Linked DNA regions of Mus musculus: region 1 is linked to region 2. A link is a contact called in public HiChIP or PLAC-seq data. All regions are on one chromosome and are shown on one strand. The core of a region is the stretch at or near the end of the contact, and the rest is flanking DNA. Distances in the headings are between cores, read along the strand shown.

Region 1 (6,392 bases), core at 3,658-6,157, 170 kb before region 2:
ACTCTCCAGAGAGGAAGAAAGTTGAGAAAGAAAAAGATGGAAGCAGCTGCAGTTGATAAGGTCTTCCCACCTGGACCCTTCCACGAAGAGGCTGCTGGGGCCTTTCCATGGTAGGGGTGGCTGATCTCTTCCATCACATAAGATGCTGGGGCCCTTCCAGTGCAGGGGCTGCTGGGGCTCCAGCTCTCTCTGCCTGGCTTTAAGCAGAGAATAAGCGAGCAAATAAGTTAAAGTGAAGCACTGTGGGCCTTAAACAGTGGCTGGGGACGGCGTCAGAAGTGAGGCTCTCAACTGGAGGCAGGGCAGATTTGCAAGGCTTAACAGCACCTGGGGTGTGTCTGGGTGTGAGGGGGGTGGTGGATTACACCCCTGCCTCTAGACCACGACTGTTTGGGGGGTTAGATCCAATCAGGGTACATGACATTCAGCTGAAACAGGAGAGAAGTAGAGGAATTTGGGCCTCCTCTGTTACTTCAGTAACCTGGAAGTATCTCAGAAATTTGTGAGTGGTTCTGGTTGTGCCCACTTGGAGCCTCCTTCCCCATTTCTACCTGTCTTACATGGGTGAGCAGTCATCTTTATTTTTTTCCACTTTAGAGGTGACATGGTAATCATGGGGAGACAATGAGGACTTAGCTTGTTGCTAGCTCGCCCTTTGGAAGGAAGGTTTGGAGGGTGTCAGTTTCCTCAGAAGTTCGGTGGGAGGACCTCTCTCATGTCCCACTAATACTCTGCAGTCTCAGGCCTGGTTCCTAGGCAGCGGTGGTTAAAGTGAAATCTTGATTCTCTTAGTAACTTGATGGCTTAGTTTAGGCCTCAGGTTGCTGTTCCATGAACTGCCTTGAAATTTAATCACCCAAATTTATTTCCTAGTGTGTTTTTCACAGTCTCCTCCTCTAAGCCCATTAGTCACCATCCTGAGACCTGACAGAGCAGTTATTGAAGGCCCCTGTAGTTCTTCACACTAGATTTAGGGGTGTTGGGCACTCTGCAGGCCGGCTCAAACTTGAGTCATGGTTGGGTGGTCTTCCCCTCAATCGACTGTGAATCTTTTCCGGGTCATCCTAGAGGCCCACAGGGAGAATACCTATCTCCTATCCTTCCTTCAACAGAGAGGTGGCAACTACTTCTAGGACCAGTGTTCCCAGGCTGGGAATTATGTTGTCTTCTGTTCCTGGTTATATCTCTTACATTGCCATCTTCAGTGTCCCTTTTAATAAAATGGAGAGAATATACACTTAAAAAAAAAAGTCTTACTTCTATTTTGAGACAAGGTCTCCTATATCCAAGGCTGTCCTCAAATTCCCTACGTAGCCAAGAAAGACCTTGAACTTCTGGTCTTCCTGCTGGGAAGTGCTGGGAATCCCAAGTGCTAGGATTCAGGCCACCCCACCATATATGGTTTATGTAGTCCTGGGGATCAAACTCAGGCTATATGAATATTATGTAAGCTCTCTACCAACTGAGCTACATCCCTAGCCCAAGAAAATATACTTTTTTCTTAAAAAGTGGGGTACAGAGACCAGCAAGATAACCCAGCAGGCAAAGATACTCACAAGCCTAGAGAACCAAGTTTGATACCTGGGACCCACAAAAAGGTGGAAGAAGAGAACCATCCCTTCAGAATTGTCTTGTGACCTCCATATATGCATGCCAACACACACTCCACACCAATCATAAATAAAAATTTTAATAAAGGGGTGCAAAACTAAACCAAACAAAAAGGGTGGTAGCATAGAGCCTAGCATGGCAGAACAGGATACCACAAATGTTAGCTCTCTGCTCTTTCACTTGGACAAGACCTTTCTCCTGGGATCTTGGACATCTTATTCATCTGTTTGGAAACATCTCTATAAACATTCATTTCAAGAATAGCTCCATAAATCAAGCGTTTGGCTGTCTCCTTCCAAGTGAGGTCTCTCCAGAGTAGAAGCTGGGAAGCAGCACGGTTGCAGGCACTAAGCAACAGATGGAAATACACAGCCAGCTGACAGGGACTCTGTAGAAGAGTCCTGACTGTGTGGCCTCCCCAGTCTGTCCCCTCCCTCACCCTGGTCTGGACACTCCTGCTCTGTGCCTGGCTGGCCTCCAGTAGGGCGTGACTCCATAGGGCTTGCTCCTCTCCCGCAGCTATGCTGGACCAGTTAAAGTTTATTCTGTAGAAACCTCCACCAAGAAGTCAAAAGATGAGTTTCCTGCTCTTAATAGATAATTTTTATTGGTTTTGCAATAAACGTATGAAATAGAAACAATAGCAATAAACCATCCCAACAAGAAATCGAAAGGCTCAGGCCTCCAAAGCCCTTCCTGCCTCTTCTTAATGAGTCTCTAATTTATAGAGCGGCCAGTGGGCCTACTTTTCTTTCCCGAAGCTTTGCAAAGTCTTCCATCTTGGAGGCCGGGGTGCTCTGGGTCTGGGTAGACTCATTTCCATAGGATTGCTGTAATGAAAGCTGAGACCTAGCAGAGCCAGAAGAGAGGATGTGGCACTGTCCCAGGCTGGATCTAGTCCTGTTTCTTCTGACATAGAGGGCCTCTCCTCTTTGGCTTCATGTTTGTCCCCAGAGAGTAGAATGGGAGAACAATTAAGTTAGGGTAGGAACTCGTATGGAAATAGCCAAGGGCCACAATTTAATTTAAATAAAAATGACATCTATTTAGTTTTTAATGTGTACGTGTGTACACTCACTCATGTACACACACACACACACACACACACACACACACACACACACACACATATATACATCTCTCTCTCTCTCTGTGTGTCTTGAGGAGGTACACAGTGCAGGTGTAGAAGTCAGAGAATAGCTTGTGGGAGTTGGACCTCTTCTACTGTGTGGGTCCTGGGGAGCAAACTCAGGTCATCGGGCTTGGCAGCGGGAGCGGTTACCCAGTGTGCCATCTCTTCAGGCACCACAGTTTAACTTCCAGAGAGCAGAGTGATGGGGGTAGGCATAAAAGACACCCAGAGGCTTAGCCAGGGGTTTTCACCTTTGAAGCCTGTACCTTTTGGAATGTGTAGAATATTTTCAGTTCAAGGTGTGAGTCTCTTCTCTCAAATCAGCATGCTGAACAGCACCAAGAAGAGGAAATATATTGATGTCTTTGTAGCTACTAATGAGACCTCCTCCGGGCATTTTTGGGGGGCGGGTGTGTGTGTGGGGGGTAGCTCAAGCAAGCTGGGAACCCTGGGTCTCTGCCCCACGGGGAGTTTACTTACTGGGTCACTGGCAGTGTCCAATGAGTGATAGCTAAAGTCAGGACTGTTTGCCCTGGGGCCTGAAGCTCAGGGAACAGGTTGCTTGTGTTCCTGATCATGCCTCAGAGGAGGTACAGGCCTCCTCAGGGCTCATGAAGAGAGGAGGGGAGGGGGAAAGGGAGGGAGAAGGAGAGGGAGGGAGGGAGGGAGGGAGCTAAGTGGGGTTTCCAATCCCACCCTTCAGGGACTGGATAGCTCAGGGTCTGGGTGGGTGGGAAAGACCCTGGCAGTCCGTGATGATGAGAGGGCACAGATGGTCTTAACTGGAAATAGTAATGCTTTCATTAATCATGGCTAGATTGATACTCCAAATTCCTTCCTGCTTGTCATCCTCTTCCGGTCCCTTCTTGCACTCTGGGCTCCTTCTGCCATGCTTTTGGGAGGTTGGAGTTGGGGGTGAACCTTTTCCGGGAATCTGTAGCTGCACCCCAGCTCACCCCCCTCACCCCACTTCCCCCCTCCTCAGTGGGCTCGAAGGAAAGACCGCTGACTTTGCAACCCACAGGCCCAGAATGTCCCCATCTATGGCACGCTGTTATGCTTCGAGGACACAGGACTATGAACTCGAAATTGTCTCGCCTTTGTCTCCTCCTGGCAGGTCTTTAGAGCTCGGGGAAACAGTGGAGCGGTACAAATCGCAGTGGCGTGGTAAAGCCCCCCTTACTCCTGATGGGCCTGCCTGACTCATATCCGTTTCCCTGGCAAAAAATAAGTTTTTGTTATTGCTGGCTTGGCAGAAGCACGGAAGAGTGCGCGAGGATCTACTGCCCCATGCATCACTGGCCAAATTGCCTGAGAAATCCCAGCTCCAGAACTTTTCATCGTTGGCTGTGATGTACTGAGCAGAACGGCAGCTCCATTTCCCCAGCGTGGCTCAGCGACGCTGGCACTTAGCAGATCCGCTCTGCTTGCAACTCCCAGCAAATATGGCCTTTCCTCTCCCTTCCCCTCCCCGTGGCCCTTTTTGCCCCTCACCCTTTATCTTTCCCATCCCCCTGTCTGCTCATCAACCCCCTCCCTGCTTCTACCCAACAGAGCCATAGCTGGAGAATCAGGAGGAGGCCCACAATGTCATTTCCCCATCACTCTGCAGACGATTCCACACTAATGTTCTTTTAATGCTGTGATGCTGCACTAATTAATAAGCATCCTGCACAGAGGCCTCGCTCAACTCTCCTCCCCTCTCCTCCTCTCCCCTCCCCGCCCTTCCCCAGCAGCCAAGGAGAAGGCCTCCTGCCTGACATCCTGGCAGGCTGGCAGCAGAGAAAGGATTTCACTCCTCTACCTGAGCTGCCTGATATTGCTATGAGAGATAACTGTATACGAACCAATAATCTAGCCTGACAATCCAATTTACTGACCAATAGCGCACAATCCACCATGTCATCGGCCGTGGGGAGGCCCATAAATTAGTTCCTAGTAATTTATTCTGATCAATAGAATGGGCAAAGTCACTTGTCTCTTTAATCAAAGGCCTCAGAGATGTCAGTGCGGGCTGCTGTGTGGGAGGGAGCCAGGGGGCCGTGGGTTCTTGGCACCACACCCCTCACCCCTAGCTCCCAGAGCCCGGCAGAAAGCCTCTAAATAGGGATGGTATGGGAGCTATCTGTGGTCCGGGCTGCCTATCTCAAGCAGAAACATGCTCTTCAAAGAAGCCAAGGGCAGGGGTGACCCAGATTGTGGTAAACAAGAGTTGTGCTGACTCAAAGGACATCATATCTCTTTGGAATGTTTAGAATCTTCCTCCCTATCACAGGAAGCCCCCAGTCCTTGTACTGGCTGTAAAGAGAAGATTCCCAGGCCGTGGGAATGTGCCTTTCCAAAGCCTGCTATGTAGATATTTTCCCACCAGGCCTTTGGAGGCTTAGCAGGACAGAAAACGAACTCTGAACTTCAGTCTTTCTCTGGGGCACTTTGCATCGAGAGAGGAAATCCACAGAACACAAGTTATCTGCCTTATCTGGCCCTAAGAGAGGTCGAGGTTCACACTCCAGCCCCAGGATGTCACACATTCTTGAGAGGGCTATTACCTGAGACATTCTTACTTGCCTGTTAGAGCAACAGCTTTCAGCGCCCACCCCCCCTCTTGGATAGCTCATGCTGTCATCAGCCAGGAGCCTCAAGCCCCCTCCCCCCCATTCTTTCATGTGAGGTCTAAAAATTTCACAAAGGCATGGGGGAGGGGGAGCACTCTTGTGAAATCTGATCAGTAGGGAGGCTGAGACAGGAGGATTGAGATTAAATATTAATTTATAAAGTAATTCTATATCATTTGATTAAGTTACTAAAGCCTCGTACTCTTCTGAAGTAGATACTGTTATTAGTCCCACTGAGTCAGAGTGTAAACAGCTTGCCCCAGGCCTCACAGCTAGGATCTGGTTGAGCAGGAACTGAAAGCCAAACCCTCTGGCTCTTATCCATCAGGCTAACGTGGAGGCAGAGGGAATTTCCCTCACCCCATCTCTGCAGGGTCAATATTTTAGTCTAGGAAGCAAACTGACAATAAACACCCACGGAAGAGATGCAAATGTATTCCAGGCACAAGAACAAGAGGCAAAGAGAATCTAAGGTTAAAAGAGGGGGCCAGATTGGGTTGGGGAGACTGATGGTTTCAAATATGCAGAACCCACAGGAAAAAAGCCACCCATAGCACCGATGCAACCCCAGCACCCCAGGTATGTGTATGGGGAAGAAACAGGAAGATTGCGGAGGTGTGCTTGTGTGAGCGATTGCCTGCGAGGATGACCATGCACCATGTTCCTGCCTGCGGAGAGCAGCTGAAGACTCTGAAGCAGGTGAAGACATCCAACCCAGAGGCATCAGAGCCCCTGAAATTGAACTACATTTGTGGGTGCTGCAAATTGAACCCTGCAAAAGTAGAAAGCACTCTCCTCTCCTGAGGTAGCTCTCCAGGCCCTCACTGGGGCTTTCTGGCCCCCAGCCCAGCAGTTAGTCTCAGTGAGAGAGAGAGATCCTGTCTCAGGGAGTAAGTTAGAGAGTGATAGAATAGGAGGCCTGTCATTGTCCTCTGTCCCCAGCCCCCTTCACAGGCCCACACACACTGAGTTCCAGGGGACAGAATGGTTTGATGCACACATACTAGTTATTTCTGCCATGGGGCCAGGGTTGG
Region 2 (6,917 bases), core at 780-3,279:
CTGATGCCCTCCTCTGGTGTGTCTGAAGACAGCTACAGTGTACTTACATATAATAATAATAATAATAAAAAAAGAATACTGGCTGCTTTTCAAGAGGTCCTGAGTTCAATTCCCAGCAAGCCCTAAATCCTTTTGTTTGTTTGTTTGTTTGTTTGTTTGTTTTTGAGACAGGGTTTCTCTCTGTAGTCCTGGCTGTCCTGAAATTCACTTTATAGACCAGGCTGACCTTGAACTCAGAGATCCACTTGCAACTGCCTCCCAAGTGCTGGGATTAAAGGTGTGTAGCCACCATGCCCAGCTAACCCCTAGATTCTTAATCACACTTCTCTGTTTTGAACATTTTTAGGGCACCAGCTATTCTTACTCCCACCATAGCGAGTATTAACTCATGTGACCAGAACGACAACTCTGTGAAATAAGTGTTGTCGCCATACTGTGAACAGTGACCCTAAGACACCTAGAGCCTGTGAACCCAAGGTCATATAGAGACTTAGCACACAGGAAAGTACATGTAGTTCAAGATATGTCCCCTGAGTCTGTGCTTTGGATCATCACATTTGGAGGGGTTGATAGACACCAATGTTCTGTTTCTGCAGGTGCACACTTTATCAGCTCACACGTCTATGGGTTTCACACACACACACACACACACACACACACACACCTTTCATGCATGTACATTCATGTGCTCAAATACCAGTGCACCATAGATATAGACTCCTATACAAAGTATCTGGGCACTTGCATCCACAGTCAGCCCCATACACGCACATCACACTCAGGTGCACACACTCTGAACACAGGCATTGTACACTCGTGTATCATACCTCAAGTACTGTCTACGCATGCCTATTATGCAAACACAGCAAACATACTTTTGGTAGTATTTGAACATACCGCCTATTAAAAGCCACATAATGCCATCTGATGTCTGTACCCTGCACACGAAACCGTGCCACATATAAACATATTTTCTTGGAAAACTATACCATGCCTGCCCAAAATACACACATTGTACATGAACACACAGAACAGACATGTACTCCATAAATACCTATGCTCCTATGTTGTCTAAACTTACATCTCACTCACACATACTGTGCATACACATATCTGTTCCTCACAGTCACTTATTTCACATACATATGAACACACAGTGTACATGCCAAATCACCTTGGCCTGAATACCCTGTTTACATGCACATATCATGTAGTTGTTCTCCATGTGCACTTTGAGTACATACACAGTCATGCACACACACAAACACATCACTGAATCACACATTAAATCCTTTCAAAATACATTTTATGCATACTTCCAGCAGTTAAAGAGAAGTATGCACCCTATGCAGGAATTCTAAATCCAACCTGAACTCTCTTCTTCACTGAGTACATCACATAAGAAAAAACCTCACAAACGTGCAAACTCATTCGACGTTTGAAGGTGCTTTTCTGCCAGCGTTTTCCACCTAGGAGAGTTCTGGTTATGCCCATTTTCATGGGAAGGAGGCTGAGGTAGGAGAGAGGCGGGGCTAGCCCAGGCCGCCCCGCCCCCACCCCGCCCTCAGCCGAGGTGTGATCAGCCCCCGGCACCGTATCCCTCATCCCCAATAGAAAAGTAGTTCCAATACCATGTTTGTTAACTAGGTTATCTAGGCTGTGGAAGATTTTAATGTTGAATTTTATAGCTTTACCACGCTCTGCCGTCCTTGTGAATATTGTAATATTGCATTTTTTACAAGTTACTCTTCTGTTAATGTTCCAGCTAGTAACTTTTATAATCCTCCTCAATGAAATTTTTTTGTATTCTTCCGCACCGTTAACCCCAATGGCGGCGCCTCGGCCCCTGGCAGGAGGCAGATACGAGATGAATTCCTCTTTAATCAGAAATAATAATAATAAAAACACACACGCGGCTACGCTGCCTCTCGCCCCGGCTTCCCTCGCGCCGCCGCCGCCTCTCAGGGCCGCCTGTGGACCCCGCGGCCCAGGCTCGGGGCGGCCTGCGACAGACGGCGGCGGCTGGGGCAGCGCGGGCTCGCAGCCACCGCGGCCGGCCAGGGCGCCTCCGGGGTCCCGGCTCTCCTCTAGCCCGAGCCGAGCCTCCGGCACCCCGCTCTCCCGGCATCCTCTATCTGCCGATGCCCCTCTGCGTGGGCCTCTCTGCGGCAGCCCGGGCCAAGCAATGGTTTCTCTCTGCTTCCGTCTATGGCTGCCTTCTGCTCTCCAGCTCCTTTCTTTTAGCTGCCCGCCCCTCCCAGTGTTTTGTTTGTTTGTTTTGAAATCCTAGATCTCATTTCCCACCCTCACTCCCCGGCTTTATCTGCTTTCCCTCATTATTGCTTTCTGCCCACGCCTACCCCCAAAATTCAAATTCGGTGTGGAGATTGGGAAGTTCCTGGGAAAGGATGATCCCTGGTTTGGGACGTGAAACCGTGGACCAGTTTGGGAACAGGGCTTGCATACATTTGAAACCCCTACCTTGGGAACCATAGGAGAAAGTGCCTGTGGGCATGCCAAGGGGAAGAAGCCTTAGGCGTGGACATGGGAGAGGTGTCCATGAGTTCAGGGTGAAAGGTCAAAGAGACCTAGGGAGAGCAGATGGCCAGTGGGACGCTGGTGTACTATCAGACCTGTCTCTCTCTCTCTCTCTCTCTCTCTCTCTCTCTCTCTCTCTCTCCCTTATTAGATTTGTTAATATATATATATTTATGCATATATGTGTACTACATGACTACCTGGTACCTGAGGTCAGAAGAGAGCACTGGGTCCCTTTGAAACTGGAGTTATGGATGGTGGTGAATCACCATGTCCAATGCTGAGAATTGAACCCAGGTCCTCCGCAAAAGCAGAAACTGGTCTTAGGCGCTGGGCCACCTCTCCAAGCCCTCCTCAGATGCATTCTCTCTCGTTCTGAGTTCTTGTCTAATGGGAAGGATCCACCAAAGAGGTAGGAAAAAAGCTGAAGGCTTGCAGACAAGCTGCAGTTAAGCTGCAGTCTTGGTGGAGGGAGGTTACCTACGGATGCTTTTGTTCTGAGGTGAATGAACTGACTTCTTTGGTAATGGCCCAAGAAAGCATGACCCAAGACTTACAGGAGTTTTGGTGTGTGTGTGTGTGTGTGTGTGTGTTTTTAACAAACATTTATTAAGTATCTACTATGTGCTAGGCCCTATTCTAGACCCTGCGAAGACAATGATAGACCTCTCGGAGTTTGCAAGACTAGTCGATGCGACAAATACATAAAAATTATACAAACATATCTCTAGAAACTAGGATCACTGCCAGGGATCCCTGGGCTGCATCATTTATTCCTTGGACCTGATTGCAGCTTCAGAGTAATAGTCCTGGTTTTCCTGTCACCGTGACCTATGCATAACACACACACACACACACACACACACACACACACACACACACACACACACACCTCCATTATAGAGAGTGGAGCCCCCTCCCAAGTGAGGTTTGAATCAGCTGCTCTTCAAGACTCCCTTCCCAGATCTGACCACAACAACATTCTCCTCCTTCATCATGCAGAAGGGATGGTGGTCCCACGCGTGAGAACAGAGGTGCCCAACATCTGGAAAGCAGAGTCTCAGCTCAGCCGAACATCTGGAGCGCTAATAGCAGGAGCTGCCAGTGGGCCCGGTATGCTGGGTTCTGGAAGGGTGTGGAAAGTGAAAAGACTTCCCTGTCAGGACACTCAACGTCCTTGGCTTCATGACCCTCAACCAAGAAAACCCGGCTTGCGAGATATAAATGGTATCCGGCCCTTTATGCAGCCCATGCCTGTGCCACCAGTGTAGCCCCAGGAACAGAATCCCCAGTTCTTGTAGGAAAGGGTTAAAAGGCCCCGCTTCCCGGCTCTTCCTTTATTAACCAGCCTGCAGAGTGCAGGTTGGGGGGGGGGGGTATTGTTAAGTGGGGTTGGGGAGGAAGGAAGGAGAGGAGGGGGGAAGGTTAGAGGCGCCCGCGCTCCGCGCCTGTGCAGAGCACGGAAGCTGCGAACGCCCGCGACAGTAAAACATCTGTAATGTGCCATTCGCCGCTGCTCGCTGATTGCTCATGGATTAAAGATTAAAATCTCGGCTTTGGCAGATGGAGAGAGAGAGGAAACTCTTACGAGCACGTTTTGCATCTGCATTTCATTCTGCTCTGTTCCCTGCGCCACGCCTGGTGGCGCCCGCCCTACCCCGCCCACCCAGCTCCCGGCTCCCCCAGCACGACTTGGCTGGCCAACAACCCCTCGGGCGGCCAGCCCTCACCCTGTCCTTCCTGGCGATCTGGGCGTGTGACTCTCCTCATTTTCATCTAAGGTTTCCACCTCTGGTCAGGGTGATCCCTTCCCTGCCCTGGCTCAAGCTCTTCACAGGTCAAGGTGAACCTACACAGAAAAAGGATACGGTCCACCGTGCTAGCTGGGGCAGCAGCCCTGTGGTAGTACTAAACGATCTACCCTAACGGGCATCATCCTGCCGTGGTCCTTCTGTGTTTGAAGGGAAGTAATTGTGGCCTAGCCAGGTGGGCTCACCCGGGCAGCTGGACTGCCCCTGTGTTTTTCAAACTGAGGTGCTGTGGAGGCAGGGAGGGACTCAGGGGAGGGATGAAGACAGAAAACGGGTCAGGGATCCTTCCCACTTTTAGATAATCCTTGTAAATTAGCCTGGTCCTAGCTCACTAAGGAGTGTGCTCAGGCTCCTGGGGAAGATCCCCTTCTCTTCCATTTCCTCCTCTCTCCAGGATGTGTTCTTAACATCAAACTTGGTTGAGGAAGAAAACCCAGGCCAGGACAGGATTAGAGACAAAGGACTTTCAGAAAGACCAAAAAGGGACAAAAAGCTGCAGAGCAGTTGTGGCAGATGCGAGCACCTGCTGGGGGTCGAGAAGGCGAGGGAGAGGGTCAGGAGGGGGCCTGCCAGGTTTTCAGGCTCCCGGTGGAAGGAGAAGGGTGGTCCAGGGTATGCAGAAGAAAAGCTGAAGAAGGATGAACGAGAGGAGGGTCGCTATGGCAGATGTAATTAATTACAGCATATTAAAATGTTTGTTTACAGAGATGAACAGCGGCCGAGGTCTGATGGTAATTAATTCACTACATTTCCCAGTACTCTTTGAGTTTGAACCCCTGGAGAGTGGGGAGGCTTGGGTCAACTGAGCTGGGTAAGGTGCTCCCACCTGTCTCTCTCTAGGGTTTAGAGCCCAGCATGGAGAGGGTGGTGGGTAACCTCAGACTTTGCCTACTCTAGCCCCAACCTACCTCATACACTTAGGGGATTCCAGGCAGGACTATGGTCTGGGCTACCTAGAAAAGTGTTCAAGGCCAAAGGAATATTGGGGGGAGGGGAATGATCTTGAGTAGAAATGGCAGAGTAGACAAACCAGAACAAGGCATTAGAGCTGAAGAAAAGGCCCAGGAAGAGAAGGTAAATTCAGGGTTAATCCTGGAGAGTTGACCAGTGGCCAGCAGTAGGATGAATTCGGGAACAGTAGGATGGGTTGGCATGGTTACCAGAAAGTGGTCCCCCATCTCCACTGCACTGCTCTGGTGCATGATGCACTGTCCCACAGCAGAAGCAAGAGCATCCTCAACCTTGGTGTCCAACAGTCTGAAAAGCTTTGTGAATTTAGAGAAAGAGCAGAGTCTTTCTATGCCGACCACCTCCTCCTCCTCCTCCTCCTCCTCCTCCTCCTCCTCCTCCTCCTCCTCCTTCTTCTTCTTCTCCTTCTCCTTCTCTTTCTTCCTCTTCCTCTTCTTCCTCCTCTTCCTCTTCCTCTTCTTCCTCTTTCTCCTCCTTCTCTTTCTCTTCCTCCTCCTCCTCCTCCTCGTCCTCGTCCTCGTCCTCGTCCTCCTCCTCGTCCTCCTCCTCCTCCTCCTCCTCCTCCTCCTCCTCCTCCTCTTCTTCTTCTTCTTCTTCTTCTTCTTCTTCTTCTTCTTCTTCTTCTTCTTCTTCTTCTTCTTCTTGTTTTATACTTTTTAGAAAGGAGTTTATCAGAGCCTGGAGAGATGGCTTCACAATGAAGAGCACTTGTTGCTCTTACAGAGGACCCAGGCTGGGTTTCCAGCACCCACATAGCTGCCCAGGAGTATCTGTAACCCTAGATCCAGGGGATCAGACATCCCCCTCCTCCTCCTCCTCCTCTGGATTTCTTGAGCATCAGGCATGCAAATGGCATACAGACACACATGAAGGCAAAGCAGTCAGAGGCCTAAGATGAAAATAAATAGATCTTTTAAAAAGTAATTTATTAAAGAATCATAGTTGAGAACTGTGTCTTTGGTAAAGACAGGTCTGTTACCAAAGCTAGCACTATTTTCTTTTTAAAAATGTATTCTTAGCTGGGCATGGTGGCACATGCCTTTAATCCCAGCACCTAAGAGGCAGAGACAGGCGAATTTCTGAGTTCAAGGCCAGCCTGGTCTACAGAGTGAGTTCCAGGACAGCCAGGACTACACAGAGAAACCCTGTCTTGAAAAAAAAATGTATTCTTGGAGAGGAGGTGTGGGATGTGGAGCAGTTGGAGGGTGGGTGGGTAGGGGATGGAATATGGAGTCTAAAAAATAAATTAATTTAAAAAATAATAAAAAGTAAAAAAAATTGTACTCTTAATGTTGTGTGTGTATATGAGTGTTTTTCTTGCATGAATGTCTTTGCACCATAGATTTTGGTGCCCAGGGAAGCCAAAAGAGGGCATCAGATCCCTTGCGACTGGAGTTACAGATGGTTGTTAGCCTCCACATGGGTGCTGGAAATCAAACCAGGGACCTCTAGAAGAGCGACCAGTGCTCTTACCGGTGAACCAGTTCTGCAGCGTCCTTTCCTTTGCTTGGGACTAAGTCTCAGGACCCAGACTAAGAGCAATATTTGAGTCTGGAGAGATGACTCAGTAGGTAACATCACTGACTACACTTCCAAAGG

The links. HiChIP or PLAC-seq counts read pairs in DNA pulled down with a chosen protein or histone mark.
Region 1: a contact with region 2 is called in an H3K27ac HiChIP or PLAC-seq map of extraembryonic endoderm stem cells, with 2.7 times the contacts expected there. The contact joins two enhancer-like sites. A contact is called at or near these places in 1 of 15 datasets of contacts at CTCF or cohesin (the NIH/3T3 cell line), 15 of 115 datasets of contacts at active chromatin or transcription factors (craniofacial prominence, embryonic basal ganglia, embryonic forebrain and 8 more) and 1 of 9 other capture datasets (embryonic stem cells).

The regions. Positions count from the first base shown.
Region 1 is chr19:44,898,141-44,904,532 of GRCm38.p6, reverse strand. No RefSeq gene overlaps it. Among named protein-coding and RNA genes, the nearest start is that of Slf2, 30 kb to the left of the region's middle. Within about 2 kb of position 4,907, at least 76 of the 459 cell types and tissues checked have an H3K27ac peak or open chromatin away from gene starts, as enhancers often do. A contact at or near this core is called in extraembryonic endoderm stem cells, where this site is marked.
Region 2 is chr19:44,721,368-44,728,284 of GRCm38.p6, reverse strand. No RefSeq gene overlaps it. Among named protein-coding and RNA genes, the nearest start is that of Gm35610, 16 kb to the left of the region's middle. Within about 2 kb of position 2,029, at least 87 of the 459 cell types and tissues checked have an H3K27ac peak or open chromatin away from gene starts, as enhancers often do. A contact at or near this core is called in extraembryonic endoderm stem cells, where this site is marked.